Regions from separate parts of the Mus musculus genome. Here regions 1, 2 and 3 are each linked to region 4. Evidence: chromatin contacts called from public ChIA-PET and HiChIP or PLAC-seq data. All regions are on one chromosome and are shown on one strand. The core of a region is the stretch at or near the end of the contact, and the rest is flanking DNA. Distances in the headings are between cores, read along the strand shown.

What was found. ChIA-PET counts read pairs in DNA pulled down with a chosen protein or histone mark. HiChIP or PLAC-seq counts read pairs in DNA pulled down with a chosen protein or histone mark.
Region 1: a contact with region 4 is called in an RNA polymerase II ChIA-PET map of memory CD8 T cells, with 8 read pairs. The contact joins the enhancer-like site here to the promoter of Vps33a in region 4. A contact is called at or near these places in 3 of 39 promoter capture datasets (erythroid cells, liver and stem cell-derived epiblast-like cells), 3 of 115 datasets of contacts at active chromatin or transcription factors (bone marrow-derived macrophages, memory CD8 T cells and stem cell-derived neural progenitor cells) and 3 of 9 other capture datasets (adipose tissue, liver and pancreatic islet).
Region 2: an H3K4me3 HiChIP or PLAC-seq map of bone marrow-derived macrophages shows a contact between it and region 4, with 2.5 times the contacts expected there. The contact joins the enhancer-like site here to the promoter of Vps33a in region 4. A contact is called at or near these places in 12 of 39 promoter capture datasets (the 3T3-L1 cell line, the C10 cell line, the HPC-7 cell line and 7 more), 3 of 15 datasets of contacts at CTCF or cohesin (large pre-B cells, pro-B cells and stem cell-derived epiblast-like cells), 6 of 484 Hi-C or Micro-C datasets (the HL-1 cell line, cranial neural crest, embryonic stem cells and 3 more), 15 of 115 datasets of contacts at active chromatin or transcription factors (bone marrow-derived macrophages, differentiating embryonic stem cells, embryonic midbrain and 6 more) and 4 of 9 other capture datasets (adipose tissue, embryonic stem cells, liver and 1 more).
Region 3: a contact with region 4 is called in an H3K4me3 HiChIP or PLAC-seq map of bone marrow-derived macrophages, with 4 times the contacts expected there. The contact joins the enhancer-like site here to the promoter of Vps33a in region 4. A contact is called at or near these places in 8 of 39 promoter capture datasets (the 3T3-L1 cell line, 3T3-L1-derived adipocytes, the C10 cell line and 5 more), 2 of 484 Hi-C or Micro-C datasets (CD8 T cells and nephron progenitors), 12 of 115 datasets of contacts at active chromatin or transcription factors (bone marrow-derived macrophages, effector CD8 T cells, embryonic limb bud and 5 more) and 3 of 9 other capture datasets (adipose tissue, liver and pancreatic islet).

What each region holds. Positions count from the first base shown.
Region 1 is chr5:123,764,310-123,769,196 of GRCm38.p6, reverse strand. It overlaps Kntc1 (kinetochore associated 1), which reads right to left. Exons shown (of 64, transcript NM_001042421.1): 12 at 4,146-4,200; 13 at 3,187-3,285; 14 at 1,384-1,427; 15 at 1,213-1,278; 16 at 830-905. Among named protein-coding and RNA genes, the nearest start is that of Kntc1, 17 kb to the right of the region's middle. Within about 2 kb of position 3,551, at least 10 of the 459 cell types and tissues checked have an H3K27ac peak or open chromatin away from gene starts, as enhancers often do. A contact at or near this core is called in memory CD8 T cells, where this site is marked.
Region 2 is chr5:123,434,268-123,439,283 of GRCm38.p6, reverse strand. The region is part of intron 1 of Mlxip (MLX interacting protein); the gene reads right to left. Among named protein-coding and RNA genes, the nearest start is that of Mlxip, 42 kb to the right of the region's middle. Within about 2 kb of position 3,008, at least 90 of the 459 cell types and tissues checked have an H3K27ac peak or open chromatin away from gene starts, as enhancers often do. A contact at or near this core is called in adipose tissue, bone marrow-derived macrophages, group 2 innate lymphoid cells and 5 more, where this site is marked.
Region 3 is chr5:123,366,630-123,372,140 of GRCm38.p6, reverse strand. It overlaps Bcl7a (B cell CLL/lymphoma 7A), which reads right to left. Exons shown (of 6, transcript NM_029850.3): 5 at 2,687-2,808; 6 at 1-1,123. The coding sequence ends at 1,052. Among named protein-coding and RNA genes, the nearest start is that of Gm23458, 8.6 kb to the right of the region's middle. Within about 2 kb of position 3,095, at least 11 of the 459 cell types and tissues checked have an H3K27ac peak or open chromatin away from gene starts, as enhancers often do. A contact at or near this core is called in bone marrow-derived macrophages, where this site is marked.
Region 4 is chr5:123,570,758-123,575,945 of GRCm38.p6, reverse strand. It overlaps Vps33a (VPS33A CORVET/HOPS core subunit), which reads left to right and starts at 2,931. Exons shown (of 13, transcript NM_029929.3): 1 at 2,931-3,066; 2 at 4,404-4,469; 3 at 4,964-5,091. The coding sequence starts at 2,965.

The DNA.
Region 1 (4,887 bases), core at 2,302-4,801, 190 kb before region 4:
AAGCTATGAATCTAATCTAAGTAGCTTCCCATTGATGGATAAGCAAGTCAGTAAAATCCGGCCTATACACACTGAAGACTAGAGCCTTAGAAAAGAAGCCACTGTGTCACTAACAATGTCAGCCAACCTGTAGGATGTCATGCTGAGGGACACAAGGCAGGCCCAGAAAGAAGAGCACGATCTCACAGATGCACAGAACTCACAGAAGCAGCGCAGAGATGCTATAGAGTGGAGGGACGGAAAGAGCAAAGCAGGGTGTGTATCAAAGGGAGGAGACTCAGGCAAGAACAGGGCGAAGGAGACTGAGAGATCTACTAAGCCACACGATGTATGCCTGTACTGCAAATTGCTACAAGATAGATATATTGCCATCACTATTTTTCGTTTTGATGTGGTCTCTCTTCAGTGATCTCTCTCTCTGTCTCACTATATAGACCAGGCTGGACGGAGAAACTCACCAAGACTTGCTTGACTATGACTCTCCCAGAGCTGACATTAAAGACTTGTATCCTAGAACCCTCCCCCGCCAAACTGGGCCTACTCACATTCCCCAGAGTTGGAGTTGCATAGGATTGTTAGCCACCGTGTGGGTGTTAGGATTTGAACCCCGGCCCTGTGCAAGAACAAGTTCTTTAAATTGCTGAGCCCTCTCTCCAGCCCCTAGAGCTCTTCCTCTAATTAATTCAAGTAAAAATATGGGAGCCACGTCCCTGCTGCACACTAGATCACTTGGTGCCCACATGTCACCCTTCTGCATCTTCTCAGCCTCTAGCAAACCAAGAGATGTCTGCCCGAGAACAACAGAACAAATGGATGCTTGGATGCTTACCTCAACATCCAGTCCGAACTGAATGGCAAAGCTCTCGGCTTCGGCAAATCTGTGCTTGTGAAGTAACCGGCTCAGTCTGAAGAGCGGAGAAGAAATCTCACCAGATGCCCTACTCACCAGGGACTTTAGGTTTCTCATTAAAGGGCAAAGAATGCTTAAAAATATGACAAGTTAGCCGGGCTCATGCCTTTAATCCCAGCATGTGGGAGGCAGAGGCAGGCGGATTTCTGAGTTCAAGGCCAGCCTGGTCTACAGAGTGAGTTCCAGGACAGCCAGGGCTACACAGAGAAACCCTGTCTCGAAAAAAACAACCAAACAGACAAACACTCCAAAAAACAAAAAAAACAACCAAACAAACAAACAAACAAAAAATGACAATTTACCTGTTTTCTGGTAACACCTCTGTGAGGTACCTAAGTACTAAGTCAGACACAGAGTCTTCACATAGGCTGAAAAAAAAAATTACATTGTGAGTAGCTCTGTCATGCAGTATTCATGAGTAAATTCTAAGTTAGATATGTATGAATTATCAGAGAAAACAAAGCATGACCTACTTAGGATCATTTTTGTGAATTCCTTCCAGAAGATATATAGTGTCCTACAATCAGAACAAAAACATGATTAAAACCCAAATGTAGAAGCCACCAAGTACTTTATAATTATTAGAAAAAAACAAATACTTCTGGCAAAAATTATCCATCCATTGATCTTAGAATCACTAGGAAACTCTTCAAACACTGAGGAAAGGAAATGCAGTGGGTGACTTGATGTTGATGCCAGCTGACTCTTAGATGCTGAGAGCAGCTTGACCACTGGACATACACTGAGTGCATTCAGGCAATGCCTCTTACAGCCTAAAGTGGAATCTACTGTGATCTTCAGATAGCAGGAAGATAGTCTAGTGACTAACAGAAGAAAACTGATGGAATGTTACCCTTTTGACTAGGATTGGAGCACTGCTAGCCTAGGTTCTTTTGTTAATAGACATTGTGATTTAAACGGAAAGTTCCACATATGTGTATATATTGACTAGATCTTAAAACCTTGCTAATACGGATGCCTACCACGTCAGACTCTACATCTTGCAAAGTTTAACATCAGAGGGGCATTTCTTCAAGTAGTGGACATTCCATTTGTGACGCAGTTAGCTTTATGGCACATAGACGTTCATAATTTGAGCCATGGATGTTCATGTGTACTTGACAGGTCAAACTATGAAGGACCCAATGTCAAATCCAACTTTCTCCATGTATGCCTTAGGTTGAATTTGTTTCCAAGTTAATAACTTTTACGGGCTTAGACATTCACACTCATCTCTGTTTTATTTTATGCTTAGTCATATTTAAATCCAGAATTTAATAGTCTACTAGACAGATAAATGAGATGCATGAATATAAAAATATATAAAGGAAAGGAGATGGCAAACTATTTATAACTTTATTATATTACTAACATTTCAAAGTTTATTAGTTGCTTATAAATTGTATAGTTAAAAAAATGTCTGTTCTCTATTAATCAGAAGATTGCAACATATCACAGGTTGGCTAATGTTACTGGAGTTTTCAACACAGTTGCTATTGTGGAAGGTTTTCTGCATTAATTAAAAAGTTGGTAAAACCTGGCTTTTACCTCAGCGTGTCAGATGTAGAGAACACGTGCTCTCAGTGTGTGAGTGGCAGTGGCTGTGCACTCGCATTCGTGACAGCTGCGCATTCGTGACAGCTGCGCATTCGTGACAGCTGCTCAGCCTGAACAGCTGTGCAATGCGGTGAGCTCCAGTCATGGTTCATTCTTTCTTCAGAGCTTTAGTAGTTTGGAAGTTTGACTGACTGGCACATTCTATCATTGTCAGAACTTAAATAATTCAGTTAAAAATTTTTAAAACATGATTTGAGGCCGGGTGGTGGTGCACGCCTTTAATCCCAGCACTTGGGAGGCAGAGGCAGGCCAATTTCTGAGTTCGAGGCCAGCCTGGTCTACAGAGTGAGTTCCAGGACAACCAGGGCTACACAGAGAAACCCTGTCTCAAAAAAAAAAAACAAAAAACAAAACATGATTTGATATTTAGGGCTTTTCTTTTTTAAAAAATGAGAAGCAAGTAAGGAATTGTAAAGATTTGGGACTTCTTTGTGGCATTGTGACAATAAATAAGCCAATGTGAAAGGAAAAAAACAAAACAAAACAAAAAGATACAATTGAACAGCAGATGAAGTTTTATCTTAATTTCTATGAAGACTCGGCTGGGTCTCTTGAGTATGTGTTAGTAATGAACATATAAGTATAAGGCAGAGATAAAGCGAAGCATTACACTAAGTTCCACTCCCGCTTTTCTTACTTGGAAAAATGAATAAACATACCGTGCTGATTCCTGTTTGAACTAAAGAAGAAACACTAGATACTTCCAAAGAGTACAGTGTTTCCATCGAAGGCAGAGAGTAAATGATGAGGCTTCTCATCTATGAGAAATAAAAATAGAAACCCATCAGCACAGGTTAGCACTTCCCCGTCAAGACATCTATTGACCCATCTTGTACAAAGCCAAACACGAGTAACCACAGCACTCTCTGACTACACAAGTAGGCCTGCCGCTATCGTATAAATGCTACCCACAAAACTGTGTTCTTAAACCACAAGAAGACGATGCTCTAGTCCACCTGCCCCGCAGAATGAAAACATGCGCAGAATGCCCCACCTCCACTCCAGGAGCGCTGCTCCTTCACAACACCCCACCTAGCCGACGCCTTTTCTTCTGTCCCCGCCCTTCCTTTCTATTGCTTTTCCTTTCCCCTTCCCTACCCTTTGCTTTCCTTCTTTCAGCACTGGAGGCTAATTTTAGTGCCTTGCACACACTACTCTTTCATCTCCAGCCCTTGCCTTTTTGACACAGGGACTTGCTATACAACCCAGGAGAGCCTTGAACTCATTCATGACCTTCGGTTTCAGCCTCCTGAATGCTAGAACTACAGTCGTGAGACACCACACCTTGCTCAAATAAGTTCTTTAATTTTTTTTTTTTTTAGAGACAGGGTTTCTCTGTGTAGCTCTGTGGACCAGGATGACCTAAAACTCACAGAGATCCATCTGCCTCTGCCTCCCGAGTACCACTGCTGGGCTTATCTTTGGTTCCTAAAATGTTCTGTTTGAAATGAAGAGCCAAGATTTTCATCCATTCTTTGAAAACTGGGCTCTGCACATTAATTCTTGTTTATCGAAGTCTCCGTGAGCTACAAGTTAGCATGCTGTGAGCATTAACTGGCTAGTAATCCTGACTTCCAATTCATAAAACATACTAATGTAGTGTAAAGTCCCCCGGTACCTTCTCCTTCGCTGTTGCTGTCAGGGTGACTAATTTGAGATTTGTAATTCCTTGCCTAAAAGAGAAGAAAAACTCAAGTTAAAAAGCCATGCATGCTTCTTTTGTTTTTGTTTTTTTTAAGATTTATTTACAGCCGGGCAGTGATGGCACACGCCTTTAATTCCAGCACTTGGGAGGCAGAAGCAGGCTGATTTCTGAGTTCGAGGCCAGCCTGGTCTACAGAGTGAGTTCCAGGACAGCCAGGGCTGCACAGAGAAACCCTGTCTCAAAAAACCAAAAAAAAAAAAAACAAAACAAAACAAAATAAAAAAAAAAACCAAAAAAAAAAAAAAAAAAAGATTTATTCACTTATTCAATGTAAGTACACTGTAGCTGTCTTCAGACACTCCAGAAGAGGGAGTCAGATCTCGTTATGGATGGTTGTGAGCCACCATGTAGCTGCTATTTGAACTCAGGACCTTCAGAAGAGCAGTCAGTGCTCTTAACCACTGAGCCATCTCTCCAGCCCACCATGCATGTTTCTAAGTATGAACTTAAATAAAGTGATATTCTCACAGAAAGGTCAAAACACATTCAGAGAAGACCGTGGACTCTGTTTCACATGTACACATCACAGATTCTGTTTCTACCATCATTCCATAGACGCTCACATTATAGTATCTATTTGTGCCAAATAGAAACTGGCAAATAAAGAATCGGTCCTTCCTCTGCCAGACAGACTCAGATGTGGTTTCGAACACAA
Region 2 (5,016 bases), core at 1,759-4,258, 140 kb after region 4:
GAAAGACAGACAGACAGAAACAGAGACAGAGAGACAGACAGATGTGTGGAAGCCAGAAGAGGGCTCTAGGTCTTCTGGAACCGGAGTCACCTGATGTGTGTACTGGGAACTGCAGTCAGGACCTCTGGAAGGGCATCAAGTGCTCTTAACCACTGAGTCATCTTTCCAGGATCCAATTCTTGGAGAATTTTGAGGCATACTCTTACATTAAAGATAGCACTAATGAGAGCTTTGAGATGCTCGAGCCCCTTCTGCTTGGTGTCTAACACACATGGTCATTACTCTTTCTACTTGGTCTTACACCATCTGCTCTGGGCCAGTGCTGACCTCTCTCTCCTAGGCCTGATGGGTTGAGACAGTAAGACTCTATCTTTAGTTCATATGGTGCTGAAAAGCATCCACTTGATGGCAGGTCACAGCTTTGCCCCTTATCCAAACCTACTCAGAAAGGTCACACAAGTGGCAGAGATGTACCAGTCAAGGAAGCAGAAGCATTCAAAGAGGCAAGACATAAAGTGAACCCGAAAGCTTGGGATGTAAGGAGAGTTTCCCATTAAATACCTGGCAGAACTCTTCATCTTTCCACCCACACTATCAGTGCCCAGGCTGTGGATTGTGAAACAGAATGAGATGGCCCCAGCAATTCAAAGATAGTTCAGCCACTAAAGAGTGATTGCTGCTGCTCTCACAGAGGACTGGTGTTCAGTTTACAGGACCCAGATGGTGGCTTACAATAGCCTGTAAGTCCAGTTTCATAACATCGGATGCCTTCTTCTGGTTTCCACAGACACCAGACATGCAATGCATTTACAAACATGCAGGCAAACCACTCATACACACAAAATAAAAATAAGCATTTTTTTAAAAAGAAAGAGCACAGTGACCCGTCCCTAAAAAGTGTCCCAGCACACCCTCTTAGCATCTGAGAATACAACGATAGCAACAGTCTCTGGCCAAAGGTCAGGAACCTGAAGAGTCTTTCCACCTCCTCTTTCAGCTGCCACTCCAGAGGCATGACTAACCTGCCCATGTAACTGATCATCCGTCTGTGAGCATAAGGCCCTAGCTAAGGGACTGGAGCCTGTACTCCCTCCGCCCCAGCTGTGCAACTACGTTGGCAAGGGGTGTTCTGGTGCTTCTGTTTATTGGGTATAATCAAACAATGCCATCTCCTCCACAGTGATTTAACTAAGGGTTAGTTGAAAGTCTGTCTGTTTATGTGTATGTACACCCACCCACACATGTGTATGTACACCCACCCACACATGTGTATGTACACCCGCCCACACATGCACACACATGGAAGAGGGAGCTGGAGCAGGCACCTGACATGCGGTCGCAGTGGCAGGGCCATGGCTTTCTTTCTCTGTACTCAGCCAGGAGCGCTCAGCACCTACTCTGTGAGGAAAGACCTAAGAGCTGAGGGAGGAGAGAAGGGAGACGCGGGCCCGTGCCATCCAGGAGTTGTGTGAGAGAACACCAATGCAGGGGCTAAAACTTAAGCTGAGGCCAAGGAGAAGCGAGGAGGCACTGCTCCTGCTTGGCTGGTGACTATGACGAGGTAACAGAAGTGGAGCTCATCAGAGCTGTAAGAGCCAGTGGGCTAGTCCAGAGAAGGCTGCAGACAGAGCCTGTCTTCAACACAGTCAGTCGGTCTTCCCATGGGGAGCAAGGTCCTCTAGCAATTTCAGGTCTGGCCAGTGTGCAGTTCTAGTATTCAAATGAAATTAAGGAGCAAGTCTAAACTAAAAACACTTTTTCTATAACTGATACTCCATTCTTGTGACAGCCAGGAGTCCATGGTTGTGCCATGTGCTCATTAGTACCAGAATCTGACTGAGTACTATCTCAGAGATGACTTCAAAAGAAGAGTGACTACAAAGAGCTGTGTTGGACCCATGGCTCCAGGAAGAAACAGATGTTAGTGCCCTCTCAAGATCTGTGAGAGTTAACCAGTGGGCTAACCTAGGCCAATCATACCTCCGCTGTGCACCTATGAAAAAGGGGGCAGTGTGCTGTCAACCTCTTCCCCATCAGACTACACACACAGCTCTTGCAGGTAGGTATCATGATGAGAGTAGCAGGTACAGAAAAGGATATTGACCTATATATAAACAGTGCAAGCATTCCTTGGTTCTCCCCAACCGCTTGCTGAGATGTTTCTCTTATTCACAATACTTATGGCAAACAAAGTCAAATTTTAGCAGGAAAATATGCATTTCTAAGCCTCTACCATCTCATATTTCTGCAACATCTCTACAGCCAGCAAGTGGCGCTATACACACATAAAGAAACTAGTCCAAAACCCTGTCTGGTACACAGAATGGATGACTGACAAGTCCTACACCATCGCTCATAGTTATACGATGGCAAAAGCTACAAAGTGATGAAGGCTGGGGAGTGCAGCTCAGTGGTGGATGTGTTATAATTTCTGTCTGTTTCTTTCCTAATGTGCTCTCTGGCACCTCACAGAGGGAAGAGGGGCTATGTGTATAGGAGCCCTTCTTACACCACAAGTCGAGTTTCCCACAAAACTAGGAAAAGCTACTTTAAAAGACTCCATAAGGCAGCAGCAGAGGCAGTCACTCCATGAGAAAGCAGGGCACCCAAAAGCCTCTGATCAGGTTTCTGCTTTCCGCCCTGGTCTACACATCTTTCAGACAGTCCAACTACAAGGCTTCTTTAAATTATAGCCAGAAATACTAGAGAGCTTGTGAGACCACTGGCCCTGTACCTGGAAGTTTCTTCTACCTCATACTTCTGAACCGTGTGCTTCCTGTGTCATGGCCATGACCACAAGGGACATTTGCCAGGTACTTAGCCCAGCCTCCACCCCATGAGACAGCCATGGTCTAGCTCTTACTCATTTTAGGACTGCTGGTCCAGTGCTTCTAAACCCAGTTATTAAAACAATTGCTTAATGTTTCCATGAAGACGTCTTCATACACTCTGCCCCTACCCCCCCCCTTCCTAGAAGGAGGGTTGCTGACACAAAACAGGAAGTTCACAGGACAACAAAGGCCCCTCTTACAATTTTGTTGGATGGAGTTAGCAAACCATGAATTCTTCAGCGGTCTGGCAAAAGACTGCTTTGGAATGAAAATTAAAGTGCAAGCCTCAGAAGGAAAGCACTGGGCTATCAAGAACACAGGAGGGCAGGACTGGATCACGGATTCTGCTCGCTGGGGTAAATTAGACACCGACTCTTGTTCATTCTCTCCAAAAGGAAGCCAACACAGAGAGTACAGGCTGCTGATTACAGCTCTGGGTCACTCACTGATCAATTCAACCGCATCACCTCTTCACTTGTCCTGGTGATGCTCCTGAATCTCCACTGGTAAAGCACCCCCAACGCAAAGGGAAGCAGGCACGGACGGTCAGGTCCTGCTCTGCTCTCCTCTCCTCTCCGTTGGGGAGCAAGCTGCTCACGCTCCGTTGGGGAGCAAGCTGCTCACGCTCACCCTGCTTGTCTACTTGAGAGTGGACATGGAAAAACAAACAACTGCAGCCAATACTTTTTTATTGGTAATGACTGAGTTCACTTCTTTCAGAAGACATCTTCTCTTCTGAGTAGTTGAGACAAAAATCTGGCCCCTGTGAGACCCTGGGAATCTTTCAGTCTGTTGAAATACCAGGTTAAACACATTCCAAGAGATCTGTGCAAACTAAATTCTTTTGTATACTTCTAAGGTGCCTGAGACAACAAGACTTCATTTATTTATGGAAAGTGTGCTTTATCTTGGGAGTTGTGCTCAAGCATTAGCTTGCTGTCTGTAGAATGAGTGCTTCGGAGCCTGACATGAAACCATCTCAAGAGCCCACAGGTCCCATAACATTCGGTTGCTTTTCTGAACACTGTCAACATCACATCTGTCTTTCTGAATAATCCTATATGCCGCATGGTACTGGTGTGAAACATCACTGTACTGGAAGAATTAGTAGAGGACTTCAGTAATGTACCTGAGCTAAAATGACCGAGGCGTTAGGGGTGCACAGAAACCACCATGATTTGTATAACATTTTGAAGTGAATTAATATTTTTGAACATGCTTCTTCAACAGCCAGTGTTATATTTTTCAGATCAACACAAAGCACAATGGTTACTACTCTATAAACTCAATATTTTCAAATTCACATATTTAAAGTCATGCAAGCTGCAACTTCCCTGTCAGAATTACTGGCTGCCAAATTTATACCTGTTTCTTCAGCTGTACTTTTTGATATTTAGAATTTTTAAATTTCTGTAAAGTAGGTTTTGTAGACTGTAATGTGTTCACTGCCTTTGTGAAGCGGTATATAATTGTATAATTTCGTGTGTAACTGAATGCTTGGGCTTTCAATACAGTATTCATATAAAGCAATAAATATTAATGTTATGAAAAAAAAAACCTCACAATTCTATCCAACTGTGACCAGCAATAAAGATAATATTTTGATCATCATCTGATAGCTTTGTTTGTTTGTTTGTTTACTAGTTTTTGTTTTTTTAACTCTGGGGGATTCAGTACAAGTCTGAATACTTGATATGCGATTTCCAGTTCCTATCTCTTCCTGTTTTCCCAAATATCAACAGGCAGACTTTGCCAACACACATCCTGATCTGGAGAAGTTGGGTGGTTCCAGAGGAAAAGTCTGCAGAATTTGATACCTGACTGAACCCCAGGAATGAGTTATTTGCCTGTTCTACCTGTTACCTAAGGAGAAGCTCTACTTCCTGACGAGTCCCGGGGTGGGGATATTAGAGTAACCAGCCGACGGGAACACGGGGCTGAGAATCACCAAATCATAAGAGTTTCCCATGCCAAAGAGGCCAAAGCACGCAGACAGAGTATCCCAAACAGATGAAAAATCCTTGCTGTGTTCTTAATGATATAATTTCTAACTATAAGAGATAAAGATGGGGTCCTCAAAGTTTACAGAAAGAGACTGTGTAGAAAAGGTCAGAACAAAAGTAACAGCTGCAAGTCTCCAGAGCAGCATATAGGTGTGGGTGAAAAATGAGTTTAAAAAAAATTA
Region 3 (5,511 bases), core at 1,846-4,345, 200 kb after region 4:
GCAGCAGGTTACCATGGATTTGAAATCCAAGCAATGTCCTATGGGAGAGTTAGTTCAGCACCAGCTATTCCTGCCGGCCGCCGGCTCCCAACCTCCCAGCCCTTTACTATCCTAAGGAGACAAGCTCAGTTGGTCATTTCGTCTTCGGAGGACCTGGAGAGCGCAGTGCCAGTTGTGGCCAGAGTCGGGGTGTGAGGTTAGGGGGCGGAGGGGAGATAGGGTGGAAGTGCCAGAAAAATCTAAAGGCTTTTGCATGTCAATCTGGGCTACCTTGCCTTGCAAACGCCTAGCCTCCATGGCTCCAAAAGGTGAGGGCGTGTCCTGACCAAGGAGGCCAGCCCTCGGGAAACCGGCCCCCGCAAACTTGTAGCCCCAGGGGCCCTGGAAGTTGGGGCTCAGGGTGTGCCCAAACACTGCTCACCTGAACCAAGGGGGTCACTGAAAGGTGCCTGGTCTCCCGCCGCTCTACCCTGCTTGCTTTGAAGCAGTCTTGGGGCAGGGAGGAGAGAGGCAATAAGGGGTGGGGGTGGGGGCAGCAGCCAACCAAAACAAGTGGGCACTTTGCCAGGAGAGATGCAAAAACCAGGAAGCATGCCGGAGGTCACCTCTAGGGTACAAGGCACAAAAAAAGAAAGCAGAAGGAATTGGTTGAAGAGCCAAAAGCCCCTATGGAAAGCAAATTCCTGATTGGTACCACCCTCGAATAGCTTATATCGTTAAATAGAGAAGTGAGGGGAGGGGGATACAGCAGCAACACAAATGTAATCTTGGCTTCCGAGACAGTGCGCACACACTCCTGAGCTGTCGACCCACCTCCCAGAGGGCAGTCACTTGAAGGTTCGAGTGTTTCGGTTTCACGGCAGAGTCCGTCAAGTGTCTGCGAAGTTCCGCTGCCGCCGCCGCTCTAGGTTCTTCTTGGATTTGCACTTTAGTAAACTTGAAACGTTAGTTCTGCTCGCGCCCAAGAGGAGTCGCTTGGGCCGTGTTTCTAGAATTAAGCCTGCCGATGTACCTGCCATGAAACATGGACCAGAAGGTTCCGCCGGGCCGTCTACATCTCTTCTGAGTTCTGTTGAGAGGCTTCCAGCTTCATCTTTTTAGACGGCGGCACTCCTTCCAAATCCTTCCGGGAAGAAGAGAAGTGACTGGGGTCAGTACAAGCAGGGAGGGCCAGCGGTCAGGGCACAGGTCGTCTGGGGGTAGGTGAGGGGGGTGGGGAGGGGGAGGGGGAGGGAGAGAGAATTGTGCGGTTCTGACTGAACCCCATGAGCAGTACAAGTGTGTGGTAGGGATCCCAGACACACAGGGAACTTTAAATGTGGACCATGTTTCCCTGTCCGTACCTGTGGAGGCACCGGAGCATGAGGCTTAGTTCTGTGACCCACCTCTAAGGTGGCTTCCCCCAAACCCAGAGCTCTTCAACTTCAGGCTAACGGGGCAGACGCTCAGCTTTTGAGGAACGGACACATGGATACTATTCGGAGCAAAGTGGTCACAGAGTTCCTAAGAAGTCTTACGGCCACCCTAAATAAAGGTTTACCCATCTACGACCAGTCACCGTTGGACTCTCAGACCTTGCCTATCACCAGAGACCAAACTCCAGACAGCTAACCGGTGCTCCCTGGCCTTTCCTGTGTCTCTGTGTTATCACACGCGTGAAAGAAAGCCGGTGCCCGGACAGCAACCCACAGTTTCCTCTTTCCATCTACCATGCCCCTGACTCCCATTAGCAAGATCCACCTGCTGTACCTGTCCATCTGTCTGAGCTGTCATGACGTGGCCTCTCTACAGGTGTCACCCAACATCACCTTAAAAACTGTAAACGGCTCATGGAAACGAGGCTGCCAACCTTTGTCCCACTGACTTGAGAACACAAGCCCGACCTCTTAGCAATGCTGGGAGGTGAGCAGCTCCAGCCCCTCCCCCCATCACTGTCTATCCCAGCCTTCTCTCCAAGCCTTTTACACCCAAGTCAGCCCCTCCTTATGAGGTCAGCACAGGGCCTGCTAAAGACCTGCTCCTATTCCAGGCAACAGGGATATAGGGCCAGCCAGGCAGATAAAGATGGTCTCTTATTAAGTGTCCCACGCTGGCTTTGAACTTGCTATTCTACTCCTTCAACTCTCTGAGTAGTTGAGATTATCGGCAGGCACCTGCATATCCAGCTGACTAGAGCTGGATTGGAACCCGGGCTAGATTCCATCATATCTGCCTCCTGCCCCTGGGCCTTGGATCTGCACTGGACAATCCAAGAACGATGTTGATACTTGGCTGTAACACAGAAGGGATCTGAGCAGGGGCCGTATATCACATGCAAAATGCCAAACAATAATCGGGCCTTTAGGTTTCTGAGGTCATGTGTTCCTTAACCTTAAGGATGTGGGGTCACGAGCCGGGCAGTGGTGGCGTATGCCTTTAATCCCAGCACTTGAGAGGCAGAGGCAGGTGGATTTCTGAGTTCGAGGCCCGCCTGGTCTACAGAGTGAGTTCCGGGACAGCCAAGGCTACACAGAGAAATCCCATGTCCCTCCCGTCACCGGGATCCCAGGTGGCATACACAGGCTTATACTTGGAGCGGCTGCTCAGTGGACAAGCAGTGTTCTAACAGTCCAACAGGAAGCAGCACAACTCTCAACACACCGTGGAGGACCCCAGCCCCACCCCACAGAGCCCGAGCTGCAGGTACCTGAGAGACTGCCGACGTTTCTGCCGCTAACCCTGATTCTGCAGATGGCTGCCGTTCTGCCTTCTCGGAGCTGTTCACCGAGTTTTCCATCGAAGACTGTGAATTTTGCTCCTCGGATGCATCTGAGCAAGAAGCGAGACAACAGAAGCTGTTTTTCAGACACATGAGAAGCTGCAGCAGATGGGCCAAGGACTAAATATACCCAGATCTGGAAACTTTTGTGGCTGGGGGCTTCCAGAGCTGGATTGGACTAAAGCTTGGGAAGTTTCTGATTCATCAACTAGCCAAACAGTTATAAGGAGCCAGGTTACAAGTGGGCTCCCGGGTCTCCAACCCTTCTTCCAGGCATACCTACTCTCTGTCTAGAGATATTTAGCACACAATGCTGCCAGTGTCTGGCGCCCTCTGCTGGCCACCAAGTACTACAGCAATCATGGCTGTCGCCAGGGAAGCTATGGCCACAGAGACTTCACTAGGCTGTTGGAGAGAACTAGCCTTCTCCTAACTTCCCAAGAGTTACTTATTTTTATTTTATGTGGATAGGTGTAAGTGCTTGCATGTATGTCTGTGTGCCACATGTGTGCCTGTTGCCTTCGGAGGCCAGGGGAGAACATCTAGGAGTTACAGATGGCCTTGAGTCACCAAGTGCTTGCTGGGAACCAAACTTGGGTCCTCTGTAAGAGCAGCCAACGCACTTAACTGTTGAGAAATCTTTCCAGTTCTAACTTAAAAAAAAAAAAACAAAACACATTTGTCTCTTTAACATACATGTTTGCATGCCACGGTGTGCATACGGCGGCCAGAGGACCACTGGATGGCGTCTGTTCTCGCCTATCATGTGAGTTCTGGCGACTGAACTCAAGTTGGCAGGCTTAGGGACAGGCACCTTTACTGGTTGTGTCACCTTGCCGCTCCCGCATTTTTCTTTTGAGACAGGTCTCAAATATTCTAGGCCAGCCTCAGACTCTATTGGTGGCTAAGGATAACCCAGAACTTTGGGTCCTATGAACTCTGCCTCCTGAGTGCTGGGATCCACGGGCGCACAGATTATTTGGTGGTGAGGATCAACCCCGGGGCTTTGGGCACACCCGCCCTGGGTGAATACTCTATCAACTGAACTCCATCCCTAGCCCAGTGTTTCTCTTAACAATAAGGATGACTCTAAGTGACTTGAGCAAAGGCTAACCATTGATGGAAAAAAAAAAAAAAGCATAGCTAAACTCAACTGATACCTCACACCTCTAAGATACACAGACCAGTATTTTAAAGACCTTGGTTCCACCTTTCTAGATTGTTCCCTCATGTGCACATAGGTTTTTCCATCTCTCTAAATGGTGAGGGCACAGACGTTTGCACATCTTTACAAATTCTCTATATTACAATCTGGCTGAACAGCAGCCTTCTGTGAAGCAATCATTTATCTGATGATCGCTTGGGCTGTTATGCTCTATGACGTCTCCCTCTTGCCCTGTCTCACAATTTTTTTTTTTTTTGGCAAAAGGAAGGTAGAGGTTGGAAGAGGTGATGGGGGCTTGGAACTCTGTGGGTCACGGGAGTTTATCTAGAGATTCTAGGACACACAACGGAAATGCTTCCCCCAGATGCCACCCTGGCTTAGGTTGTTCACACATGGCCCAGATGACAGATCACCCTGACTTTATTTAAATTTGATTTTTAATCTTGAAGATGGGGTATATGCCCAAGCAACCACGGCTTACTTCCTGAGGCAGAGGAATAACAAAATACAGAATCTAAAAACTATATAAATGATATGGGCACACAGCCAGCAGCTGTCTAGAACCTGAGGCAGGCGGGCTACAGACAGCTAGCTACTCACAGGGCGGGTAGGAGCTTCAAGACGCTTCGGGTGTTCTGCTACTGTACCCAGACCAGCAACCCGCCTTTACGCGGTTGGTCAGAGTTTCTGTGCTGGGCTTTCTTACAATCCACATCTGAGGATGCAGAGGGAATCAGTTTGGAGTCAGATTTCCGCCTGGTGAATCACCGGACCAGTATTTTCTGTCCGAGATCTCAGCCTCCCCTATATAGACAAGGTTGACGACAGCCACCCAACCCTTTCCAGGGGCTGTGAGGGTTACCTGGGCTGGCACGGACAGATCCCAGTCAGGGAGGCTGTGAACCTAGCATTTGGAAGGCTGAGGCAGGGGGATAAAGGGTTCAAGGCCAATCTGGGTTACAATCTGTTTCAACAACTCCCACCCCCAAACACAAATTAACCCTTGATGGGAGTAACGGATGGATTATCTAGGACACAGACTCAAAATCTTTTCATTTTCCCTTGAAAATCCATGTTAACGGCAGTTCCTCAAAAACTTATATGACTTTTTTTTTTTTTTTTTTTTTTTGGAGACAGGTTTTTTTCTCTGTATAGCCCAAACTATCCTGGAACTTGCTCTATAGACCAGGCTGTCCTTGAACTCAGAGATCCACTTGCCCCTGCCTCCTGAGTACTACCACACCTGTCATGATCTAGCAATTTTACTTTCTAGTCCAGAGACCAGAGTTTTGAATACAAATGCCACAAGAGCACTGGGCGTGGTGGTGCACTGGTGCACGCCTTTAGTCCCAGCATTCGGGAGACAGAGGCAGGCAGATTTCTGAGTTCAAGGCCAGCCTGGTCTATAGAGTTAGTTCCAGGACAGTCATGGCTACACAGAGAAACCCTGTCTCGAAAATCAAAAAAACAAAAAACATGGGCTGGAGAGATGGCTCAGCGGGGAAGAGCACTGACTGCTCTACCGAAGGTCCTGAGTTCAAATCCCAGCAACCACAAGGTGGCTCACAACCATCTGTAATGAGATCTG
Region 4 (5,188 bases), core at 1,682-4,181:
GTACTTTGGAGAGGGATTCAGTCCTTCTCAGCTACATAGTGAGCTCACTACCAGCATGGACTACACGAGATCCTGTTAGAAGCTGGAAGAGGAAGAGAAATAACTGCTATCTTATCTCAAAGCACTTTGTGAGCCATTCAAATGTTAAATATATTGGATTGTCCATTGCTTTATTCGTATATTTAAAAAGAAAAAAGATGTCATTGGGACGAACAGGGTTGGGGATGGGAGCAGATATTCCACACTCCATAGCATAACAAGGAATGTGCGCACACAAGTCATTGCTAGCTTAGCACACAGGCAGGTACTATCTATCCATAGCTTGTTTGTGTTAGCTTTCTAGATGGCCTTGGACAAACACTAGCAACACTGGCAGACTGGGCTCAGGCATCCAGGTGATAAGAGGTTAATGTGATTGACCTCCTAACCAGAGGGATGACACTGGACTCACAGTTGGCTGGCCCGGTGCACCCCCATTTCCCCACCCCTGTATCACCCTTTCAGGTCACTAGCTCTCTGAACACAGCACAACTTAAAGATTCCATTCTTGGTGGGGCTGAGACACACCTTGGTGGTTAAGAGCATTGCTGCTCTTCCAGAGGCCGGCTATTGGTTTTCCAGCAACCATGGCTATAAGTCCGCTTCCAGGGGATCTGACGCCTCTAGCCTCTGAGGGTGCCTGCACTCATGTGTACAAACTCACATGCAGACAAACACAGACACCTACACATAATATGTATGTGAGTATACTGTGGCTCTCTTCAGACACACCTGGTGGGCATCAGATCCCATTACAGATGGTTGTGAGCCACTATATGGTTACTGGGAATTGAACTCGGGACTTTTGGAAGAGCAGTCAGTGCTCTTAACCGCTGAGCCATCTCTCCAGCCCCTAAAAGTAAGTTTTTAATAATTAATAATAATTTAATAATGTATTCTTGTCTCTTTTTACTGACTCTTATGAGAACTGGAAACGTAAGCTTCAGTATTCTGGTTACAGCAATGTTTGATTCCATTTATTTATTTATTTACTTAGTGATTGGGGTCAAACCAAAAGCCTTTCAAGCCCTAGCAAGCACTGTACCTGTACCGTTGTGCTATATCCCCAGACCTTGCGATAAGGCCTTACTATGTAGACCACACAGGTTCACAACTTACTCTCCTCCTCTTCTGCCTCCCCAGTGGGGATTATAGGCTGTGCTACTCCATCTCTGATTAGTAATCCACAACTCTTTAGAAACTCTCAAAAGTGTTAGTGTTTGCCTTTGAATATCTACTAAATGACTGTCTCCCCACACAGATGCTTAAAAAAAAAAACATTGTAAATAATATCTTGTGGGGGCTGGAGAGATGGCTCAGTGGTTAAGAACACTGACTGCTCTTCCAGAGATCCTGAGTTCAATTCCCATCAACCACACAGTGGCTCACAACAATCCGTAATGGGATCTGATGCCCACTTCTGGTGTGTCTGAAGAGTGATAGTATATTCATTTACATAAAATATAAATAAGAATAATACCTTGCAACAGATTATTATTCTCAACTTCAGTATCATTAACTTGCCGTGAGTCCATGGAGATCAGAAGTGGGCATAGAGGATGTGGAACTGGAATGCTGGAGTTACAGGCAGTTTTGAGCTGGAACCCCAACTCTGGTTCTCTGGAAGAACAGCGTGTTCCCACTAAGCCATCTCTCTCTCTTATTTTTTAAACTGTGTTTGCCTGAAAGTATCTATCAGTGCTGTGTGCCTTGCTCTCCTAGGTGAGAAAGGGGCACTAGATCCCGTGTTAGCATTTCTTCCAGGCTCTGCTGCGCAGTTACCTGGCAACAGCCATGTGTGCCTGACTCAATATAAAAGAGGCTGCTTGCGGCCCCCCCCCCCCCACTCTCTTACCTTCTCTCTTCCCTCTCCCTTCTCTCTCCTTTCCCCTTTCCTGTCTGTCTCCACGTGTTCCTGGCCGGCCTCTACGCCTCTATTTTCTCCCTCTCCCCCTCTCTCTTTCCCTTCCCCTTTCCCTCCTCTCCCCTCCCCACCTCCTTCCTCAACTCCCCTCCCCATCTCCCCATGCCCTAAATAAACTCTATTCCATACTATATCCGTCATATGGCTGTTACCTCATGGGGAAGGGATGTCTCAGCATAAGCTCGCAGAGGCACCACCTTCCACCTCACCATACCTCACTCTATCAAGCATATCCCTGGCTTCCTTTTCTTGTTTTATAAAACACAACACCCTGGAACCGGAGTTACAGATGGTCACGAGCTATACTGTGGATCCTGGGAACCTGGTCTATGGGAGAGCAGCAGGTGCTCTTAACTGGTGAACCATCTCTCCAGTCCATTTATTGTTTGTTTATGTGGAGACAGGTCTCACTGTGTAGCCCTGGTTGTCCTGGAGCTCGCTATGTTTACCAGGCTGGCCTTGAACTTGGAGAGATAAGCTTGCTCTGCGATTGAACCACTTACTGGGTGTAGTAAGGTGCATTTTGTAGTTTGGCCTCGATCGCCATTTTACACCAGTATTCTAGCTGTGAAGACACAAGGATGGTGCTTTTAAACGCGACAAATAACATCTAAATTCCATCCTTAAGACCTGGGGATGGTGGCTCACGTCTTTAATCCCAGCACTTAGGAGGCAGAGGCAGGCGGATTTCTGAGTTCGAGGCCAGCCTGTTCTACAGAGTGAGTTCCAGGACAGCCAGGGCTACACAGAGAAACCCTGTCTCGAAAACAAACAAACAAAGTCAATTTTCACTGCTCACCATTCTTAGGCATGGTAGGGAAATACTTTAGAAAGGGGCGGGGAGGGGACTCCTCCTCGCATGCGCACTAGGACCTTGAAGGAGCATCACTGTCAGCAGGACTCCGCCTTTCGCGTTCAATGTGCCTCAGCGACTCGGATCACGTGAACGTCCCGTCACGTGACGCAGGCGGCGTCTGGGGAAATGCGGGTGCCCGGGCAAGATGGCGGCGCACCTGTCGTACGGGCGAGTGAACCTGAACGTGCTGCGCGAGGCGGTGCGTCGGGAGCTGCGCGAGTTCCTGGACAAGTGCGCTGGGAGCAAGGTGAGGGACAGGGCCCCGGCGCCACCAAGCTTGGCCGGGCGGGACTGTGCGAGGCCGTGGGGGCGATCAGGTCGCCCGCTCAGTGACAGCCCCTGGCCGGGAGCTCCCCGACCTGCGAGACAGTTGTCCTTTCCAGCCTGGAAGCACGCACGCCCACAGCCCTCGGCACACAGCTTGTGAAAGACAAGCTGTCACTTCGTAACTTCAACATGGATCGTTTTTTGTCTAGATCGGGGACTTCATAGAATTTCCTTTCTTCCTGTTTTCCTCTCAGTGTTTGAGACAGGGTAACGCTGTGTAGCCCTCGAACTCACTGAGATCCACCTGTCACTGCCTCTGAGTGCTGGGATCGGCTCTCCATTTTATTTTTGAGCCTATTCCTGGCTATATAGACTGTTCCTGCCGGCACTCCTCCTTTCTCTCGCCTCTGGCACTACAGGCATGAGCCATGCTGTGAGGTTTTCTTTTAAGCATTTTTTCCCTCTATTCTGAGATTTATTAATCATACCCCATCCCTCTACAGGGAATGGGAAGTTCTAATCTGAAGAAAAAAACAAAACAGATGCTCAAAGAATCAGTTTTGGGCCCGGCAGTGGTGGCGCACGCCTTTAGCCCCAGCACTTGGGAAGCAGAGGCAGACGGATCTCTGAGTTCGAGGCCAGCCTGGTCTACAGAGTGAGTTCCAGGACAGCCAGGGCTACACAGAGAAACCCTGTCTTGAAAAAACCAAGAACACTCCCTACCCCCACCCACCCAAAAAGAATCAGTTTTGTAAACATAGCTCCAACTAAGTCATTGAGTCAAAAAGGCAGATTATTAAATCACAGGGGGCAGTATTAAACTGAAAATGATGTCGAAATCAGATATAATAGATTGTGTGGACCAGGTTTACAAAGTGTTTCTCCTGGAGGAAGCAGGGATCTTTGATGCCAGTATCATGAAATTTCCCCCTTTGTGGAAGGTTCTTTTCGACCCTTAGGCTATAATGTGACCAGAGCCTTTAAAAATCCTAACTCTAACTTTTAGAAGAATATTCTGGAAAGGTGGCTTAGAGGTGAAGAGGGAGTGTAGCTCTTCCAGAGGAGCCCAGATCAGTTGCTGGCACCTACAGACAACCACTTGTAACCCCAGATCCTTGGAAATTTGATGGATCTGGCCTCTGAGGGGAACCGCACCCACCTGCACATACCCAGGCACAGACACATACAACTAGACATAATTAAAGTGGGGGTGGGGCAGGGAAAATATTAAACCTTATAAAATTATATTCTTACTGGTTATAACTGCCTTTTCTGTTGCTGGTGGTGGAATTTCTGAGTGCTTCTCCCCTCTTACAGGCAATAGTGTGGGATGAGTACTTAACAGGACCATTTGGACTGATCGCACAGTACTCACTACTAAAGGTAATATGCATATGCGATTTATCCAAGAATTAATAATTAATCTAGCCTAGTGCGGGTAATGGGATTCTAACATATCTTCCTGAATAATCACTTGCAAAGCTATCTGAGCTGAACAAACACTGGTATTAATACATGATTAACATTCAGCCTAGAGGGTGCCGCTCAGTGGTAGTGTGCTTGCCTGGTATGCACAACATGCCGAAATTGATGTCCAGCATCCCACGGGTGGGGGGGGACGGGGGACGGGACGGGACGGACGGACGGTACAGAAACAACCATTTTGCGCACAAGCACTGTTTTGTGTGACTGTGCCGCAGAGCCTTGGCCGGTATGCTGTGTCAGAATGGTTGGCCTGCGGATGCAGAAACAACGGCTTTATCTTTCAGCTTGGTCCTTCATGTGTTTGGTTGGTTGGGACTCTGAATTACTTACCGATCTGAGAAGGACAGAGTCCAGGGTTCTTACTGGTCTTCTGTGTGTGCTTGCTTTCCTAGGAACATGAAGTGGAAAAAATGTTCACACTTAAAGGAAGTCGTCTGCCCGCAGCTGATGTCAAGAACATCATTTTTTTGGTCAGACCCAGGCTAGAGCTGATGGACATAATTGCTGAGAATGTACTCAGGTACCTCGGAGTTTTGTGGTTTAAAAGACGTTGGGCTTTAAAAGTTTTTTGTTTGTTTGTTTTACATTTGTTTGTTTGTTTTTCTATTTACTTTGGA